Linked DNA regions of Astyanax mexicanus: region 2 is linked to region 1. A link is a contact called in public Hi-C data. All regions are on one chromosome and are shown on one strand. The core of a region is the stretch at or near the end of the contact, and the rest is flanking DNA. Distances in the headings are between cores, read along the strand shown. Region 1 holds the start of pa2g4b (proliferation-associated 2G4, b). Region 2 holds the start of idh3g (isocitrate dehydrogenase (NAD(+)) 3 non-catalytic subunit gamma).

Region 1 (4,359 bases), core at 716-3,215:
TTTCTTTCTTTTTTCTTTCTTTTATTTATTTATGTGTTCATGTATTTATTTATTTATTTATTTTTGCTTTTGTCCTTAAAGCCCTTTTTTTTTTTTTTTTTTTTTACAAAACTAAGTTAAATCAGAGAGTGTTTAGTACGGAGCCGGGAAGGGGCTGTGGATTCAGCGGTAGAGATGCCACCATGGCAAAATCTGGATACTGTATTATCCAACTGTAACATTACAGCATTTATAATCAGCAGGTTATAAATGTAGATAACTGACGGTAATCACAGCAGCCCTGTAACTGATTATGAGTGGAAAATGCTCCTTTCCCTCCCTCTGTGCTTCACTCTTTATTCTCAAGTGAACTGTTGTTATATTTTTTAAGAGTGAGCCTAAAGGAACAACTGAGCAAAATCAAAGAATATATATGTTTGGTCATTTTTATATTGGGAAATGTAGTTTTTTTTTTTTTTTTCAACACAAAAGAAAATAATATTTTAGCACCACATACACAATTTTAAAAGCTTTGGCTGTAACTCCAGCATCATACATGTAAGTTTGCTTTGTGATTTTAATTAGGTGCTTCAATATACTTTATAAAATTAAAACAATTTACAAAAAAGTATTTAGTTACTATTTTTAATTAGAGTTTTAGCCCTTTAGCTCCATTCACCGCCATTCAATTTGTGCTCACTCAACAGGTCAACAGTCATTTACTGATATAACGGGTGAGATAGGTACAGAAAAACAAGAGTATATTAAGTGTATATTAATTATATATGTAGGAGTAGAAGTCTTTGTTAAATAAGGCATGTTTTGTTTTATTTTTTATATTTTATTTTATGGATAAAATATTTACCCAGAAAGACTGATCAAGAAGCAAATATTCTATTTGTACTCACTATAATAAAAATAACACATCAAAGGTATTTATCAATAATACTTAATAGTCTCAATAGTCCTTAATTGCATTAATCCAGAAATTATTACATGGAAATGGATACAATTAAAGAAAAATATGTTAATTACAATATTTTTTCACCACAAAAGTCACTCTTGTTCTCCACCAGCGCGTTATAGTTTTATATATTACTGTTACATGGATAATATTTATGAAGGATTCTTGTTTAAACTGCCTGCATGAGCCTAGGAAGAATATTGACCTTCGACCATCCGCTGTGGAAGGACCTTTATTTTGATGGGCTGTACAGTGCGCGGCCATATTGGCCTAGTAGTGCGTGCGTACAGAAGATCTGTTCAGTTTACTGAACCGATTTCCAATCTAACGAGTCACTGATTCGCATGTCAAGTCTGCCATACATATAATGATGATGAGTCGACTCAGTGAATCACCCAGTACACACGGCCGGATAGTACGTTAAAATTAGGTAAAGAATATCTAATATACATGTTCTATATAATATTCTTTATAAAAGTACACATTAAATATACTTTTTCTGCATTTCCATAAAATGTAAAAAGGATCTCATTCCCACGCCTAATTATCTTGTTCCCATGCCTAAATTATCTAATTTCTATGCATAAGTTTCTTGTTCCCATATCTTAATAATCTTGTTTCTACACATTAGGTTCACATTCCCATGCCTTAAAAAGACCTTGTGACCTTAGGATCACCGCAAGATTATTTATTAAAATTAACTTTTTTTAGCTGTAAAGCAAAAGGACGTTGTGGCAATGCCTTAATGGCTACGATTTAATTACCTCGTTCCCACACCTTAATAACCTTCATTAGTTAAATAGTAGTTAAATAAATACAGTATAGTTATTATACATTTATTTAATATACTATATATTATATAATATATATTAATATACTGTACTTATAAATAGGGGATTTCATTACATTACTTTTACTCCTCTGTTTATTTTGTTATTTTTGGAGGGTTTCTGACGTTCGGTTTCCGTTGCGAATCAGTTTGATCGGTCGGTTTGAACGTGTTGAAAAGAACCGACTCATATGAACGATTCCCTGCCGAGTCGGGCATCGGTAGCGCGTGTGTGAGGATCTGAGCGTGGCTTCAGCCCGAAGAGAAAAGTTCCAGTCCGCGGATCCGCCGAGAGAAAACATGTCAGAGGACGAGCAGCAGGAGCAGACCATCGCCGAGGACTTGGTGGTCACCAAGTACAAGATGGGGGCGGACATAGCGAACCGTAAGTGCGGCTGGAAGCCGGAGGTTTGAGCCGCTCGGTGGAGCCGAGTCTCGGTGGAACTTAGCGCCTGTACGGCCATGTGTCTGCCCGCCCGCTCGCTGCCGCCTCCTCCCACGGAAAAGACTCGGATAAGAGAGAGCGGGGCTCGTTCACAGCGAGTTTATGCGTTTAAACCGAATTAATCCGCTTTACTGTGTGAACACGGTGTGGAGAATTCGCTTAGAACGTGTCAGATTAGCTGTAGTTAAGCCCTATGGCGCGGAGTATTGCGCGCGTGCATGTGGAGAGCAGTAGCAGCTGCTGCAGCGCGCGCGTTAAGGAAGCTAGCTAAAGTTGGCGTGTGGTTTCAGTGTGTGTTCCGGTCCACCTTAAATAATGGAGCAGTCACGCTGTGGCGCCTGTAGAGAAGCAGAGCGGGAGTTGCTAGAGTGCAGGCTGGTTTTATGGCGAGACTGCCATAAACTTTTAATGCTGTTATATCGCAAAATGACTGCAAACGCTAGAGGGCGCCCGCGAGTGAGCACTCAATGAATGGGAGTGAATGGAGCTAAACGGCTAAAACGTCAAATTAAAAATGGTGCACAACTATTTATTCAGGATATTCTATTGGTTTTGGAAAGTTACATTAAATATTTGTCTAAGAACGCAAAGAAAATATATTTATTTTTGTCAAATTGTCTACAACAAACTGTTTTTGTCCAGTGAAGCCGCTAGCATTCCTGCTACCGTGTGCTGACATAAAGCCAGAGCATGTTTATAAAGCTACTATTTGATGAGTACTCCATATAATATATTTTGATATTAAAGTGAATTAAATTATTTTAGTTTAAAAAAAGCAGGGACAAACTTGCTTGTTGTTCATATTTTCCTACAAAGGACAAGTTTTTTTAGTCTGGTAGATGAGTTAAGCTAGCTAGCTGTTTAACAAGGTTAAAGTTTAAAAAGCCTTTTTTTAAGTTTAAAGCGTTAAAAATGATTTGTGCATTGCTGAATTTTTACGTTTTTAGATAGTCAGTGTAACGTTTAAAAGTTCATTTTCTGACTGTATCAAGCTACATTTAAAATGAAGAAATTGATTTTCTACCAATTTTTTAGTTATCGAGTTTTTCAAACACTAATTTGATTGTATAATCCAACTTGTATTATGCAAAAAATGAGAATTATCATTTCATTATCATATCATTAATCATCTTTTCCTGAAATTATGATTTTGAGGGGCAGAGATGAGAGAACTAAAATTGGACTTTTTGTACACTGCACTACATTAAAAATGAAATAATTAGTTTCTACATCCAGTTTTCTATTGTTGCATTTAGCCTCAAACGGTCATAACATTTATTTAATAAACGTTACACTGACCTAAAATGACCAAACATTTATAAACTATGATTTTACTCTTAATCAATTATCAGTTTATTCACTCGGGAGCGCCCTCTAGTGTCGGACAAGCGCGCAGCCCGTTCTCCAGTGGGCAGTCTCCTCTATAGATGTTCTGTAGCTGCTGCACCATTTAAGGTGGACTGGAAAATTGAAACCAGAAGACAACGTGAACCTCGTGCAGCGCACTACCGAGACACTGAAGTGAACGCGTGTGAATTAGTTAACAGTATTAAACTTATTAAATGTAAGAAACATATATAAAAATTATATACAAAACAAATTCAAACATCGTAATATAGTATATTATTAGTAAACAGCTGTTATATTTCTACAGTTTAGCTACGAAACACATGTTCCCGCCTGTTAAAGTCTTATATTACCACAATGAAATGATTTCAGATCTTTTTTAAGTGCTTCTTTTACTTTCTTCAAGAATGACTGTGTGTTACTGAAGTTTTTTAAAGGAAATTAACCAGTTTAAAATTTGTATATTTTCTTGAAATATAATATTTTGTGAATAAGAATAAAAAAATAGCATTATTAGTTAATCACTAATCATTAGTGTCCTGGTTCTTATAATTTAGCCTGGGTGTTACTTAGGTGTTACTTAAGTTATTTTATTATTATTTTTTTTATTTAATCATTTTTGGAGAAAAATAAGTGTCCCTGTTAGTAGAAAAATCCTACAGTGTGGGACTACATTGTTAGGTTTTTATTTTTAACCAATATATGTAGGCAAATGCTGTATACTATATTATGTTAATATATTATATATTCCTGCACATTAGTTGTGTGTGATATGGCCCTAAATTAATATAACTT
Region 2 (3,837 bases), core at 391-2,890, 160 kb before region 1:
TAACAATTCGAAGTTCTTTACATCAACACTATAAAGACTAAATAAAAGCAAATAGCTAGTTATAACTACTAAAAAGGCATTATTACCTATTATGTAGTCTATTATCACTTCTGTATATTAAAGTGTCATTAAAACTCACAGTGTGTGTTGATTTATCTCTTCGACTTGAGGCTGCTGCTCCAGAAACCTGAAGAGAAAATAAATTGCTTTTATCTTATCAAAATAATAAGATAGCATCTTAAAATAAAGAGATAGCATCTTAAAATAAAGAGATAGCATCGCAAAATAAAGAGATAGCATCTTAAAATAAAGAGATAGCATCGCAAAATAATGACTTGCCATCTAAAATAATGACATTATATACTAATAATTAGTTTACTAATAAAAAATAATACTCAGTATCTCAAACTAAAGACTATATCAAGATAATACAAGCGCATCTCAAAATAATAACTTGGTATCTCAAAATAACGACTTGGCAACTCAACATAATAACATAGCATCTCAAAAATAACGAGATAGCATCTCAAAAATAACAGCGTGGCATCTCAACACAATAAGATAGCATCTCAAAAATAACGAGATAGCATCTCAAAAATAACAGCGTGGCATCTCAACACAATAAGATAGCATCTCAAAAATAACGAGAAAGCATCTCAAAACTAACAGCGTGGCATCTCAAAATAACGACTTGGCCACTCAAAAAATGAGATAGCATCTCAAAATAATAAGATGGTATCTAAAAATAATGACTAAATATCTCAAAATAACGACTTGGCATCTTAAAATAATGAGATATCATCTCGAAATAGCAACTTGGCAACTCAAAATAATGAGAGAACATTTAAAAAGAATGACTAAGTAGCTCAAAATAACGAGATTGCATCAAACATTACTCACATTACTCAACTTAACGTTACTCAGTATCCCCAAATAATTAAATAGATATAATAATTATATTATATGTGCTGTATTGTAGTTTAGGTGGGGGAAATATCATACTATTTTATATTATATTAAGCTATAAATCCTATTAAACACGATTTAGTTATATTTGAGCTGAACTGGTGTGACCTTGTGAAAGCAGTAAATGACGGTATGTGGAAGTGTCAGTATCAGGCAGGCGGCAGCTAGTTAGCTTAGCTTAGCTAACAGGTTATCAGGAATTCAGGAAGGAGCTAACGGTAAGCCAGTTAGCAAGTTAGTTAGCTAGTATGGCTAATGTTTTTACAACTTTAACCTTAGCTCACACACAGGTTCTAAGATTTCCACACGCTTCTTCTGTTTTTACAGCTACATCTTAAGATTTCTGTGAGCTCGGTTAGGATACTTGTTGACTTTATTTTAGCTTTTAGTCTTTTTATTAAAAGCTATACTGAAATGCTAACTTACAGTCAGACTGAGATGCTACAGCTAGCTCAGTAATAAAGTGGGTTATCCACATAATCTCTAACTAATCAAAGCAGTAACTACACTAATTAATTAGCTAAATCTTAATAAATCTTTTCTTGCCTTCACAGCGCTGCCCAGCCGTCCTCCCCACCCGGGCTGGAGAGATCTGGAGAGAGACAGCAGAGCTCTGGAGGTGGCCATGTTTCCTCTGAGTCTCAGACCCTGAACTACTTGTTGGAACAGATTCCGGGGCGGGTGCTCCACTGCTGTGTTTTCAACACTGTGCCCTGAAGCAGTTACTTTAATAGCATCGAGACTGACATTTAACCACACCTAAAGCTTAAACCAACATAACACACTAAAATGCACAACAAAAATCTCAGATACTGAACTTCCTAAACTACAACTACAGCTGACATTCACTGTCCCTGATGTAAAAATCCAAATAAAATAACATAATAAATTAAAAACTATTTTTTCTACCTTGTTGAGGTGGCCTAAAAAGATAATGAACATGGGAACAAGATCCTAATGCATCTAAACAAATTATTAAAGCATGGCAACAAATTATTAAAGGGTGGGAAGAGATCCTATAGGTGTGCAAGGCAGTTTTTATATGGATTACTAGTAAATTTAACCATGGCATTTTCATGCATTAATAAGTAGTTTCATTCCCATGCTTTAATAACTTGTCGTCATGCATAAGGAGCTCATTTCCATGCTTTAATAAGTAGTTTCCTTCTATAGGATCTTGTTCCCATGCTTCAATAAGTTATTGACATGCATCTTTATATATCCTTCCCCTTTTGCCTTCATCAGACACTTATATGACAGGTTACTACTGCCAAATCCACTTTGTAAAGCTTACTAGGTTTGTTGAGGCCACAAATAAAAGGCCATCTCAGTACACAGCAATATAGAACCATGTGCGTTTTGATTTTGATTTCTTAATGAGATTGTAATTCAGAGGATATAGTGAAATTCAGGAAATAAATTCTATATGACAAAGGGTGCTGGGTTTGAAACATTAAATTAAATATTTTTCTTTTTACTTGTTGACAAAATAAAATAATTAAACAAGTAAATAAAAATAAAAAACGGGTTTTAGAACCATTCCGTTCAGTGAATCGTTTGAGCCGATTCAATCTACAAGTGAATCATTTTGTTTCTAACCTAATATTGATTCTTTACCCGTTGTATGCGTAATATATAGTTATTTGACGTTAACTTTAAACGACCGCGATATTAAACGTATTTAAACACCATTGCCGTGTATAATCTCAGTAAAAAACACTCTAAACCAAATCACTGAATCAAACATTCGGTTCATTGGAACGAACCGTTCGTAAGAATCGGTTCTACAAAATGAATGAATTTTTTTCCAGCACGAGGTTGGAGCGCACGCGTCGTGACGAAAGTGCTGTCGGTCTAAAGCGGAACGTTCACATGCGAATCAGTCCTGTTCTTCCAGTAGAAATAACTAACGTTACCTGTAGCTGTAGAACCGAGTGCTCGGATTTGGATAGTTAATCTAGTTAATGATTAACCGAGTTTACCGGCGGATGTTGCTGTGTTGTTGACGCTGTTTCTGTGTGAAGTGGAGGATCTGTGCTGAGGAAACATGTCTTGATCTGTTGTTGTTCTGCTGCTATTGGAAACTTACAGTCCGCCATAGAACTACTGAGACATTCAGCAGCTCTCAGACGGTGAGATTATCTTTATTTTTATTAGCAGACTAGAGCTTATGAGCTGGTGTTATATTAGAATTAGACAGTAACGCTGGTAACGTTAGTGCTGGTGATAGCTGTTGGGAGTGAAGGTTGCTAGGTTAGCTGAATAATTAGCATTAGCGAGCAAACTCCCCACCCTAGCTACCCAAGCTACAGACGTGACTGACATACAGAGAGACTGCAAACATACAAAACTCTTCTAAGTTATTTGCGTTTCAGTAGTTAGCTAGTTTAGCTTATATAGCTTAAGGCTAGCTAGCAAGTAGCTACTTTAAGTGTTTGAAGGGACACTTAATCCCCCCTGATTTTTGCTGATTTTAAAAAAAAATAGAGGAAACGTTTGGGAGGGGCACTGGGTGATGTATGGGTTTAGAAGCGGGGCAGGAGGAAGATCTGATTGGCTGAGCTGCCTCTGATAGCAGTGAGACGCAGATGGTTGGACATTATTGATTGTCTGATCTTCATATTTTGAGTATCCACATACCAAAGTAGCGTGGTGGAGACTCTCTTCTTGGATTTTTCAGGCAAATAAAGGAAATCTAAGCTTACTGTAAATAAACAGAAACGCTTTACTCACCCATATAAGCGTTTTTTTGGAAGAGAAATTTGTGTTAGATTAAGATCCAGGACTCTTTTGACTTTGAAAGTTTTAGAATTACAGTTTTGGTTACTTCATAGAATTAATCCAAAAAACAAACCCTTTAAAAGCTGTATA

What was found. A called contact is a pair of places that touch in the nucleus more often than the background predicts.
Region 2: a Hi-C map of muscle shows a contact between it and region 1, with 8 times the contacts expected there. The contact joins the promoter of idh3g here to the promoter of pa2g4b in region 1. A contact is called at or near these places in 2 of 3 Hi-C or Micro-C datasets (both in muscle).

What each region holds. Positions count from the first base shown.
Region 1 is chr13:2,996,910-3,001,268 of AstMex3_surface, reverse strand. It overlaps pa2g4b (proliferation-associated 2G4, b), which reads left to right and starts at 1,965. Exons shown (of 13, transcript XM_022677161.2): 1 at 1,965-2,157. The coding sequence starts at 2,073.
Region 2 is chr13:3,160,458-3,164,294 of AstMex3_surface, reverse strand. idh3g (isocitrate dehydrogenase (NAD(+)) 3 non-catalytic subunit gamma) reads right to left here and starts at 1,640. Exons shown (of 14, transcript XM_022677160.2): 1 at 1,513-1,640; 2 at 140-187. The coding sequence starts at 1,593. fam3a (FAM3 metabolism regulating signaling molecule A) reads left to right here and starts at 2,773. Exons shown (of 10, transcript XM_022677180.2): 1 at 2,773-3,098.